2 separate regions of the Danio rerio genome follow, and region 2 is linked to region 1. The links are chromatin contacts, called in public HiChIP or PLAC-seq maps. All regions are on one chromosome and are shown on one strand. The core of a region is the stretch at or near the end of the contact, and the rest is flanking DNA. Distances in the headings are between cores, read along the strand shown.

Region 1 (5,503 bases), core at 1,919-4,418:
TGCTTATCCAGTTCACTTAGAGCATGTCTTTAGACTTGTAGAGGAAACCGGAGCACCCATGAGGAAACTCACGTGAACATGGAGAGGACATGCAAACTCCAGATAGAAATGGCAACTGACTCAGCCGAGGCTCAAACCAGCGACCTTCTTGCTGTGAGGTGACAGCGCTACAAACTGCCCCACTGCACCGCCCCAAATAAATACTGTAATAAATAAATACTGTAGGTAGCAAAAAAGTATAAATTCAGTGGAATGGTTGGGTTTAAAGATGTGCAAAATGTAGAGGTAAATTCAACAATATAATTAAAGTTGTAACTGCAGAAATTATTTACACATGAAATTAATAATTAGGCTACATTGTATCTATTGATTCATTTAATGTAAATGTTGTGTTGGGGATGCTGTTAGTATGTCTTAAATCATGCCCTATGATTACATAATTCAATTAATTAATAGATTTTAATGAATACTTGGGGTGAGGCAGTGGCGCTGTAGGTAGTGCTGTCGCCTCACAGCAAGAAGGTCACTGGTTTGAGCCTTGGCTCAGTTGGTGTTTCTGTGTGGAGTTTGCATGTTCTGTCTGTGTTCGAGTGGGTTTGCTCCGGGTGCTCCGGTTTTCCCCACAGTCCAAAGACATGCGGTAAAAGTGAACTGGGTAGGCTAAATTGTCCGTAGTGTATGAATGCGAAATAGTGTGTGTGTGGATGTTTCCCAGAGATGGTTTGTGGCTAGAAGGATATCCGCTGCATAAAAATGTGCTGGATAAGTTGAAGGTTTATTCTACTGTGGCGACCCCAGATTAATAAAGAGACTAAGCCGAAAAGAAAATGAATGAATGAGTGAATAATGAATACTTTAATTGTTGGACTGCTAGTTCACAATACACGTGTGAAATAAAATACACAATCATCAAACATCCACAACCATTTAAAGGTACAGGTCAGTGGCGTAGCGCAAAATGCGGAGGCCCCCCTGCAGGGATCACCGACTGAAGGGGGGGGGGGGGGGGGGGGGGGGGGCGTTGCTTATACAGAGATATACACATATATCTATGATAGGGAGTTTTCCTGGATGTTAGTATGCAAAAATTTTTTTTAATGAAAATTATTATTTTACATCACTTTTCTACATTGATGGATCACTGATCGCACGGGCATTCCTGACAAAGAGCTTGTGTTTGCGTGTACAGAAATGTACTATCCACCCTCGCTGTTAAATTTGATCTAATCCGTGTCCTGAAACACAGCTCCTCTCCTGCTTTCACTTCTCATACTGACAGAGGGAGCGATTTGTTTGTGAAAGAATCTCCGTTATGAACGACACTTTCACTAGCCGACAGTAATACAAGTTTCTGGCAGCGCAGCATCTCGTTGTCATATTTATTATGCATTGTTTGCTGATTTTATTCAACAAAACTAGCATAAGCCGAGTATTTAGTGTGAGTTGGAGCTGCTTTGCCTTATGATTAATGCAGTAAGTGACTGTTATCATCAATAACGTTACCTGTTTAGCACAAAGTTCAGAACATACAAAAATAGATAAAAACTTAATCTGACCTATGAAATGTTCTGCCTTTGTGCTTTGTTTTCTTTGTTTGTTCGTTACTACACTCGTAGACAGCGCTAAAGTCCCGCATCTTCACGTAATAACACTGTCCTGACTAGTGCGGTTGAATGACATTTGTCCTGGAAGCACTGTACCAATGTGGCGGCGCTATAGACGCATGCTCAGGGTCCCTATGCGATATCTAGTGTATATATCTATGTCACAAATTGAGGAGCGGGGAAAATAGGCGGGGTGGATCGACAACGCGGGGAATTTTTCACAAACTGAGGAGCGATCACAAATCGAAAGCCGCGAGAGCGTCAAAGTAGCCAGAAGTCATTCATTTTTTTTAACGAGAACCGGCGGCGAGAAACAGCGGCGCGTCTTTATTGGCCATGACGCGGTTCGGCGGCAAGCAATCAGAATGAAGTAGTCCACCGACCGCTTGAGAGGTGTTCAGAGAACACAGACCTGTGAACTTTGGTTCCGACCACAGTTGTTCCCAAGAGTTTGATTATTGCGGTTCCCGAATTTTCAATTATTGAAAATCGCGACGACGTGGGGCCCCCTAATCACGCGGGCCCCCCCCGCGGTGCGTGCCCTGCGGGCCCGTCCGCTACGCCACTGGTACAGGTACATTGTAAACCCCAGCAATTAGTGAGGGTTGTTAAAGTTATGTCATTTCCAGTGATTCATTCATTTATTTTATTTTTGGCTTAGTCCCTTAATAATCAGGGGTCACCACAGCGGAATGAACCACCAACTTATCTAGCATATGTTTTAGGCAGCAGATACCCTTCCAGCTGCAACCCAACACTGGGAAACACTCATACACACTCATTCACAAATATTATGATGAGAAAATTGGACGAGTAGGAGTGAAAAGAAAACAAAACGCACTGCTTAATCCTTCCAAAAACAGGCATCTCTAATAAATAAATCAACATTTAATCTGTGACAATTTTTATATGTTTCGCAAAGTTAAAAGTGTGTCAGTGATCGAATATAGACCTCAGAGAAAGGTAAATGATGGATGGTCCCATTCGACAAGCAAAAACCAGAAATACAAAACAACACAATACTTTCATTACTAGGTAGATTATTGCTGTTGCAAAGAGCTGAAGAAATCGGAGCTATCTCTTGATGGCGCTATTGAACAAAAAATGGACGCTGAGTCAAAAGGTGATTTTTGAGTTTCTGGATAAATCGTTTAGTTATAAGAAATATTTTCGGATTAATACAAAACATTTATACATTCACCATACACTATATATACATATATATGAAAAAGTGAAATTGTGATTAGACTTTTTTTTTCTTTAAATACAGCCCCAATAAATATTTTAAAAAGATAGAGGTAGATTAAAATAGTTTAACATGAGCACAATACCATAAACATTTATTTGTGTAATTACATTTATTACCACTTCTAAAAACTTACTGAATCCGCGTTAAAAAAAAAAAACTTCATCCACTTCCATCAACAAGTATCCCAAAATCATACGAGTTCCCTCATTGGCTTACTTTCACATACGTCAGGGTTTATGGGCGGCTCTCATGCAAATTTCCCTGCCCGAATATGGACAGTGTGGAATGAAAGATGGTAGATAGAGTCAAACATGGAGGACCGACACACAGAGTCATGAGAGCGCCGCAAAACTTTTTGGAAAAGCTGGACGCAGGACTACCTGTGTCGATTTGACCCGCGTTCGTTTCTTCGTCGTGAAGCTTTCCCTTTCCGAGAGCCGATGGGAGTTCAACGTTTGTAATGCTGTAGAAAGTTCCGATATATTTGTTGTTGGAGTAAAGGCAGGGGGTCAGACCCCCCTACCGCCCCAGCAGCGATATGCCGTGGGTGAGCAGCTGTAAGCGGAGAGAGAGCTCGGAGCTGCCGCTGCCCCCGGGCTGGGAGGAAGCCAGGGATTACGATGGCAGAGTCTTTTACATTGACCACAACACTCGACAGACTTCGTGGATCGACCCCAGAGACAGGTAAAAGCGGCCGGGAGAGCTGCTGCATGCGTTATTGGCTCAACTTTGAAGATTGTTTGGTTGTGGAGGGCGGGGGCTCAGATTGAACTGATGATTAAGAAGCGAGGGAAGTTGCACAGTTAGGAATGGAAGTGTTTTCATTCCACACGCTTGACAACTGTGGAACATGGCTGGATCTTTGTTTCTTTTAATTCCTTAACGGTTGGCTCGCCAATTTGCTGTCACGTTGTGGGCTAATGATGTATTACATTTTTCAATGACTGTTCACCTGAGTGAAAAAAAACCTGGAGTGAAATGGGTATTTCATTGATCTTTTATTGTAGCATTTGTATGAACACTCTCTTTATATTGTTTGGGTGGATTCACAATTAACAGCATCAGCAAAGATGAGACGATTGTTGATGCTTTTTGATGGGTTTAAAGAGCTCCCAGGTGTAATAGCTGACAGGACATGCCTGTCGTATGGTGTTTGAATTAACGTTAGCTAGATTTTTACAGTGTAAATTTATGCATTTCAATCTTAACATAAAATAACATTTTTCTTAAACAATTAACTATGTAAGCATAAAAATTATTTATTTTACACGTTTTTATATAGCCTACTAACAATCGTGTCAGCCATGTTTAGAATGTAATACAATTGGTGACAATTTCAAGACCCCTATTTAAGGGTCACAATATAATTAATGTAGTATTTATACATTGTAATTTTGACACTTTATAGCAACTATCTATAAAGGGTTAGTTAAGCCAAAAATGGAACATTCTGACTGTCCTTTAACTACCTTTAACCACTATCCGTTAGTCTCCTTATTTGTTGACAACATACTAATAAAGTAGACAATAGAGGATAATAATCATGCTGTTTATTTTCATGGCAATGGAATATTATTTCACCACTATTTTGGCATTATTTTCTCAAATGTTATTTGAAACATTACAGTAGACGACTGTACTTGTAATTAATTTGCTTTCTAATATTAATTGGCTTTGGTACATTTATTTTGATTTAGACACCAAAGCGGCACATCACATATTTAACACACATTTACACACACGTGTTTTATTTTGTTTATTTCTCTGTTCTTTATGTTTAATTTGGTATTGTCCAGTATAAAATAGTATATTAAGGCTTTGAAAAAAAGGTCATTGAGTTTATTATACAAAAAGTACATTAAGGGTATGTATTAACACTGCCTTGTAGATTAATTCTTACTAGATTTTTTAATAGGCACTGTTCTTTGCGATTGTTTATAGTCTTTATTAGGCATATGTTATAATTGCAATAATTACTCAAGCTTTTATAATGATATATTGTATTGTAACAATATTAAAATACACTGCAAAAGGGGTTACTGTAAAAATGTTGTAAAACAACCAAAACACTTCCAATTATACAACAATCTTAACGTTCTAAATTCTCTTTTATTACAAAGAAAACAATCTGAATGTTCTTCAAATGCACTAGTTTACCATAAATTATTATCTATATTCTTTTTAAGTGTCAATGATAACGATATCATGTTTGTTGTCACAGTGTATAATTGTTTAGTCTTTAATAAGGCTCTAACACAAATTAAGAAGTGTAAGCCAATTTAAAATGAGAGAATTGCCAATAATAACCAAATAGCTGTATGATTTGAGAATAATTCCATTGGTTTAATCAGAAGTTAGTGACAAATTATTTGTGCTATTGACCTGAGCTAGATGCATGATATTTGATTACACTTACATCTCCTGTTATAAATATTGCACAATTCTTCTGTTGTTGACTATAACAAAAATGAGCTTTTCATCCAATGTGACCCACATAATTTCCCCCTTGAGCATTTTTGACTAGATAGCATCATTAGCATACAACAAAAATCTTACATAGCCTTCTTTTTTCATCTTATTTTTGTGCATTTATTTCTCACATTATATAATTGTGCAGTGGTATCTTGCTGGTACTTTTGAGCATTTCTAA
Region 2 (5,503 bases), core at 1,370-3,869, 180 kb after region 1:
TCTCTCTCTCTCTCTCTCTCTCTCTCTCACACTCTCTCTCTCTTTCTCTCAGATGATGATACTTAACAAACCTTAGAGATGGTTGTGTATGAAAATTCCAGTAGGTCAGCAAGTTTAAGTTCAACAGATCACCTTGATGTCTACAGTACTTGCCTAATAGATTAAGTTGCTGACAGTGATTGGCTGATTCAGCATTTTTGTTGACAAGATAATACCGTTTATGAGTAACCTGTTTTCCATTGAACTGGCGTATTGTATTTACTGAGATATACATTGTATACTTTGGTTAAATTTATTTTTCAAATATGGAAACAGTCCTGGTCAACATTACTAAATCCACAGACAAAAGGTAGGCACAAAGGTTGAGTAAACAATTTATGTTTTTTAAACTATCTAATGACATTAAGGGTTGACATATTAGTACTTGTACAGTATTATTGTTGCTAGCACACAAACAATAACAATAAAGCACATTTTTATCAAAAAGTTTATCAGACCACATGTACTTCCTCAACTCTGGTGACATTTCTAAGAACAACTTTACTCACACACGGACCAGGAAGCTGAGATTTAGAAATAGCAAAACAAAAGGCATTTAGAATGTTACCTTACATACAGACAGCAGTTTTTGATGTCTTTTTTTAGCATAAATGGCTAAAACTGGAAGAGCCTCAAGACTTGCCTATGAAATTCTGTGAGGGTTTTCAATTTATAAGTAAATTTATAAAACAACTGTGGTAAACATAGCCTGAATATACTTTTATGTAGTATCATTACAAAAATTCTACACACAGTAATGTTTCATTTTAACAACATATTTTATAAAGGCCAACTCACATTACATTATATGCCAAGAAACAGCTTCATTGGATTTTGTTGGATTATCGTGTTATTTCTGCTGGTGTCTGTCAGAACTTGTTTTCACTAAATGACCATGCTGAATTGCTGCTAATGGTCGAATGCCTGAGAAGTGACATGCTGTAATCTGATGATCATCCATGTTTGTCAGCATCTCTTGGTGCAGTGGGATTGGCTTTAATAAGTAACTACAAAACCATTTTTAAGGGAGTGAGTGTGTGCAGTTTACATCACTGAAAAAAACTCAACATATTGTCTATGCTTACTACATAGAAGAAGCTACCCAGCTACCCAATGTGACAAATGTAAAGCTGCTGAACGTACCTTAGCACAACTTTTTTTGTTCCCGTGTTCAAATTCAGAATTTTTGGTTAGAAATATTTCAGTTCTTTGCTAAAGTTTACGATTGTATTTTACTCCCTGACAGAATAGCAATTTTTGGCTCGTCAGATTTTCTGGAGACTCTCAACCGAAATGTACAGTTACCCGTTCAGTAAAAAAAAAAGTTATTCTTTGTTTCTGGAAGTAAAATGCTAGGCCCCTTTTTTCCTGACTGGCTTCTTGGACTCACCTCCACTTAACATTTGGAAAAAACTAGGTATACCACTTCTGGAAAAATTTTATCAAATGTGGTTTCCAGTCTTTTTTTTCTAAAACTCCATGAAGACCAATAGTGTTTAATTTCCGAAGATTTGTACGTTTTTTTGCTGTGTGTTTTTGTAGGTCATACATGTCTTATATGTTACCATTTTCCCTTACTTCATGCTTTATTTTACATTTTGCACAGATTATTGTTTTATGATGGGTTTGTCTGTCGGTTCCTTGTTTTTGTCTGCAAAAACTATAATAAAAAAAACCTGGGAATAACCTTTTTACAGTGTCTGGTATAATGTTAATTATTGCCGCATTAAATCGTCATGATAACATGATACTGTTGCCTTCAATGTTTTCCTGAAGATAAATACCAAAAAATACTGTAACTGGAATAACTACAGCAGTCACCATCATCGATCTCATATAAAGAGCTCGTGCTGACATATGATGACGTGTGCAGGTGTTGTAGTGCTGTCCCATTTCTTAGGGGTAAGATTTGAAGACATCACCCATCAGACTCTGTTTCAAGGGTAGGGATACAAAAATAGAATTGGGTTTCGCCCATAGCCTCTATGCAATGGTATCACAAGGCGGTGCTCACTTTCTGACCAGAGGCTTCTGGAGAGGATGTAGACCTATGTAAGCAAGCATCAAGGATTTGAAATTGATACAAGCCTTGACCAGTAACCAATGCAGAAAGATAAAGAGAGGTGAGTTACATGGGCTCATTGAAGACCAGACGAGCTGCAGCTTTCTGGATCATCTGTAAAGAACTTAAAAATGATAAACCCCATTATAAAAGCCCATAGAAAAATGTTGCAGGAAGCAGTGATGAACTAGTCTTCCAGGTTCTGACGTCACAACTCCAGCACCTCTTGGCTCTCTGTTTTCTAAATCATGGTAAATGACAAACCCTACATGACCCCAAGGTGTGTCACTTAAATTCAGAAAGCAAGACTCATTCTTTACACAGTTCTCAAAGCAGACGCCCATGTTTTCCTTTCAAATTAAAATAGTTAATGTAAAAACCACAGTGTAGAGGTTGAGTAACCTGTTACAGGAAGCAAAAAAGCGCACGTTCAAGATGCACTCATGTCTTATATCTCCTCCTCTTTAAACCTGTATTTCCTGTCCAGCTTATAAGTTCCTCTGTCTTCCTCAGACATTATCAGTACGTGTGCAGGACACAATGGAGGACAGCATAGAAGAAGACATTGAGTCTCTAATTGAAGGAATGGCCTATATTCCCGGCCACTTTCATCTGGAGTTAAATCTGAACGGCGAACCCAATGGATCAGCTACCCTTCGGCTCCGGGACACCCAGATGAAGCGGGAGAGCCTAAGGGCTGAGCTGGAAGCTGAGACGGGACGATTGCAATATGCTGTGCGTAATATACTGGGTGTGCTGGCGTTTCATATGGACGAACTGGAGACAGCAGAAGAAACATTTCGTAGCATCTGCCAAGAGGATCCAGAAAACCTCAACGCCTGGGCCAACCTGGGATATGTTTATGAACGCCTGGGCCGTGAGGTGGATGAGGGGGGGTGTGTGGAGCGTGTGGCTGGCCTCATGGGGCGAGAGATGGGAGAAAACCAAAAAGACTGCAGGCTTAGGGCAGCCCGGTGCTTGGCTGAACAAGCGTACGCACATCCTCATGATGTGGAATTGGAGAGGGATGAAGATTTACGCGAGAGGCTGACAGCGGCGCTGATGTTATACAACCGTGCGCTCGATTATGGAGATGAGCTGGTAAGAATATCACAATTTCATATGTACTGTACAGGCAGACATAGTAATGTTGTTAGAGAGTAGTTAACAATAGAATTTATTAAATAATGAACATATCATTACATTTTTGTGGAGCCAGTTAATGCAGTATTTTAGAATCAACTTTGGATTGTCTTAAAAAAAAAAGTGTTTTGTTAAGGAGACATGGATAATGTGCTGAGCTGGTGGCCCTCCAGGAGCATGGTTGAGAAACACTGTATAATCTGATATATTAAACTTTTTGACCCTGACAATGCCACAAGGGGTACTATTTTTTATGTTCTTGTAAAGTTTGAGAGGAATAAAACAATACATTTGAACTCTGAATTTAAAAGCACAAGTATTTCTGCAACATTTTTTATTTGCTGTGAAATTTGCTTACTACAATGAGTTGTAGCTTACAACACAGGGAAAACACTAAAGAAACCAATAAGGAAACTGCCAACTAGTGTCAGTAACTTTCTTGTTCTTTAATTTCTTACAGATACCGATGGAGGAAAAAAGAAATTGGTATTTCAAAATGGCAACAATTTACATAAGGTATTTACATAAGTATTTTTCCCCCTACATGTTCCTTCATTTTTAAGATATCAAACATGACAACATATGAGGCATTTAAGGAATCTCTGTCATTCCATTTCTTGAACTGAAACATTATTAAGCTGATCTTTACTATTATTGACTTGTTTTTATAGGTTAGATGGAATTGTACGGGATTCAAATGACATTGACTTCACAAGAGTGAACTATTTCAACAAGGGTCTCAAGCTTCTCACTGAGACTCTAAAATCTGAGAACACGCATCTCAAAGGTAATTTTCATACACTAGATATAATTTACTAAACAATAGGAGTGTCCATGTTAATACTGTAGGTGAGACGATAATCAGGGACTGATAATGATCGTCAGAGCCGTAGTAGAGAGTTGTAATGTTATTAAATGTAAAGTTCCAAATGCAATATTTAAGGTTTGAAAATATTCAATTCATTCTACATATAATGGAATAGAGCTTTGCACATAACATGCAGAAAAATATTGATGTTGTGGAAATTTGTTCCATTATTTAGATTAGTAAATCGTTCCTAGATCATTAATTCATTCCCTCAGTTTAGGCAATGGTGGCCATGTTGTAATAAATGTATTTATTTTTTTTATTTTTAAGTATTAAATCATGACCACAATTTAACTAAATGGAGGGAAAAACAATTGTACAATGTGGTCACAAACTAATAATAATAAATAAGCCCAGACAATATTAAGATGTTGAACACTACAAGTACATATTTTTTGGTCGATTTTACATTGACGGGATTCACTGCCACACCTTCAAGTGCTTTTAGTCTGTCTATAAATGTTACATTTAATTTTCTCTCACCTTGAGGGCCCTGACAGTTAGAGGCCTGAGGGATCTGGCCCTGTCCTTTATACACCTCTACATAAACGGTGGAGTGAAAAGTTTCACAGACCAGCCTTTCCGGTTTTATATTGCCACTTGTCATGCTTGGCTCTTTTATGACCTCTTATCGCCTTCTAAAAGATTTCAAATGTCAAGAAATCATTAAGACGAGAGCTGTGTTCATTATAAATTCCTTGTCAATTTACCAGAGTGAGAGCTTTGAAGAATTGAAGAGTGTACATTGAAAAAAGCTGTTTCTTGTAATACGCTTCTATGTCATTTATCAACATGTAGTGCAACAAATCATGAAAAGTCTCCTGAGAGGCCTGTTTTGAGTACTTTGGTTGGACCATTCAATATGGTGTGCAAAACCTACATGGTAATCATCAGAAAGGTGATTCATCTCATACATAATTAAAGAGGGGGTCCAGAGTTTTTTTAAGGTGCAGTAGGTGATTGTGTAGGTGATAGGTTGTGCTGGTTGAACGTCTCTTCAAATTCCAATGGTAATGATTAAAGTAAATGATCTAAATGTGTTTTTATGTATTTTTACATTCTGGGTAAGGAATAAAATGAAAAAATGTTCTCTAATTAAATATTGTCAGGCCGACATCTCCTATAACTCCAATAAGTAGCCTAAACTGTCTGTCAGCAAATGTAGATTTGTGCATCTGCACATCTCTGTTCACGCAGATCCGCCATTATGATGTGCACGCGTTAATGCATGCCACGCGTTCGTGCACACAAGATCACATCAGTAAAATCAAATGCAGAATCAAAATATACGGTGAAATATTGATGTGACTGTTTTCAGTTTCATAAGGTACCTTTTACAGCATCGATAATGTCGATATTTATTTAATTTAACATTAAAACATTAGTAAATA

The links. HiChIP or PLAC-seq counts read pairs in DNA pulled down with a chosen protein or histone mark.
Region 2: an H3K4me3 HiChIP or PLAC-seq map of gastrula embryo shows a contact between it and region 1, with 4 times the contacts expected there. The contact joins the promoter of ttc22 here to the promoter of wwc3 in region 1. A contact is called at or near these places in 2 of 4 datasets of contacts at active chromatin or transcription factors (embryo and gastrula embryo).

What each region holds. Positions count from the first base shown.
Region 1 is chr6:33,001,907-33,007,409 of GRCz12tu, forward strand. wwc3 (WWC family member 3) reads left to right here and starts at 3,169. Exons shown (of 23, transcript NM_001110470.1): 1 at 3,169-3,537. The coding sequence starts at 3,392. It also overlaps a transcript of cldn33b not described here.
Region 2 is chr6:33,179,621-33,185,123 of GRCz12tu, forward strand. It overlaps ttc22 (tetratricopeptide repeat domain 22), which reads left to right and starts at 2,620. Exons shown (of 7, transcript XR_012408009.1): 1 at 2,620-3,202; 2 at 3,705-3,760; 3 at 3,916-4,031.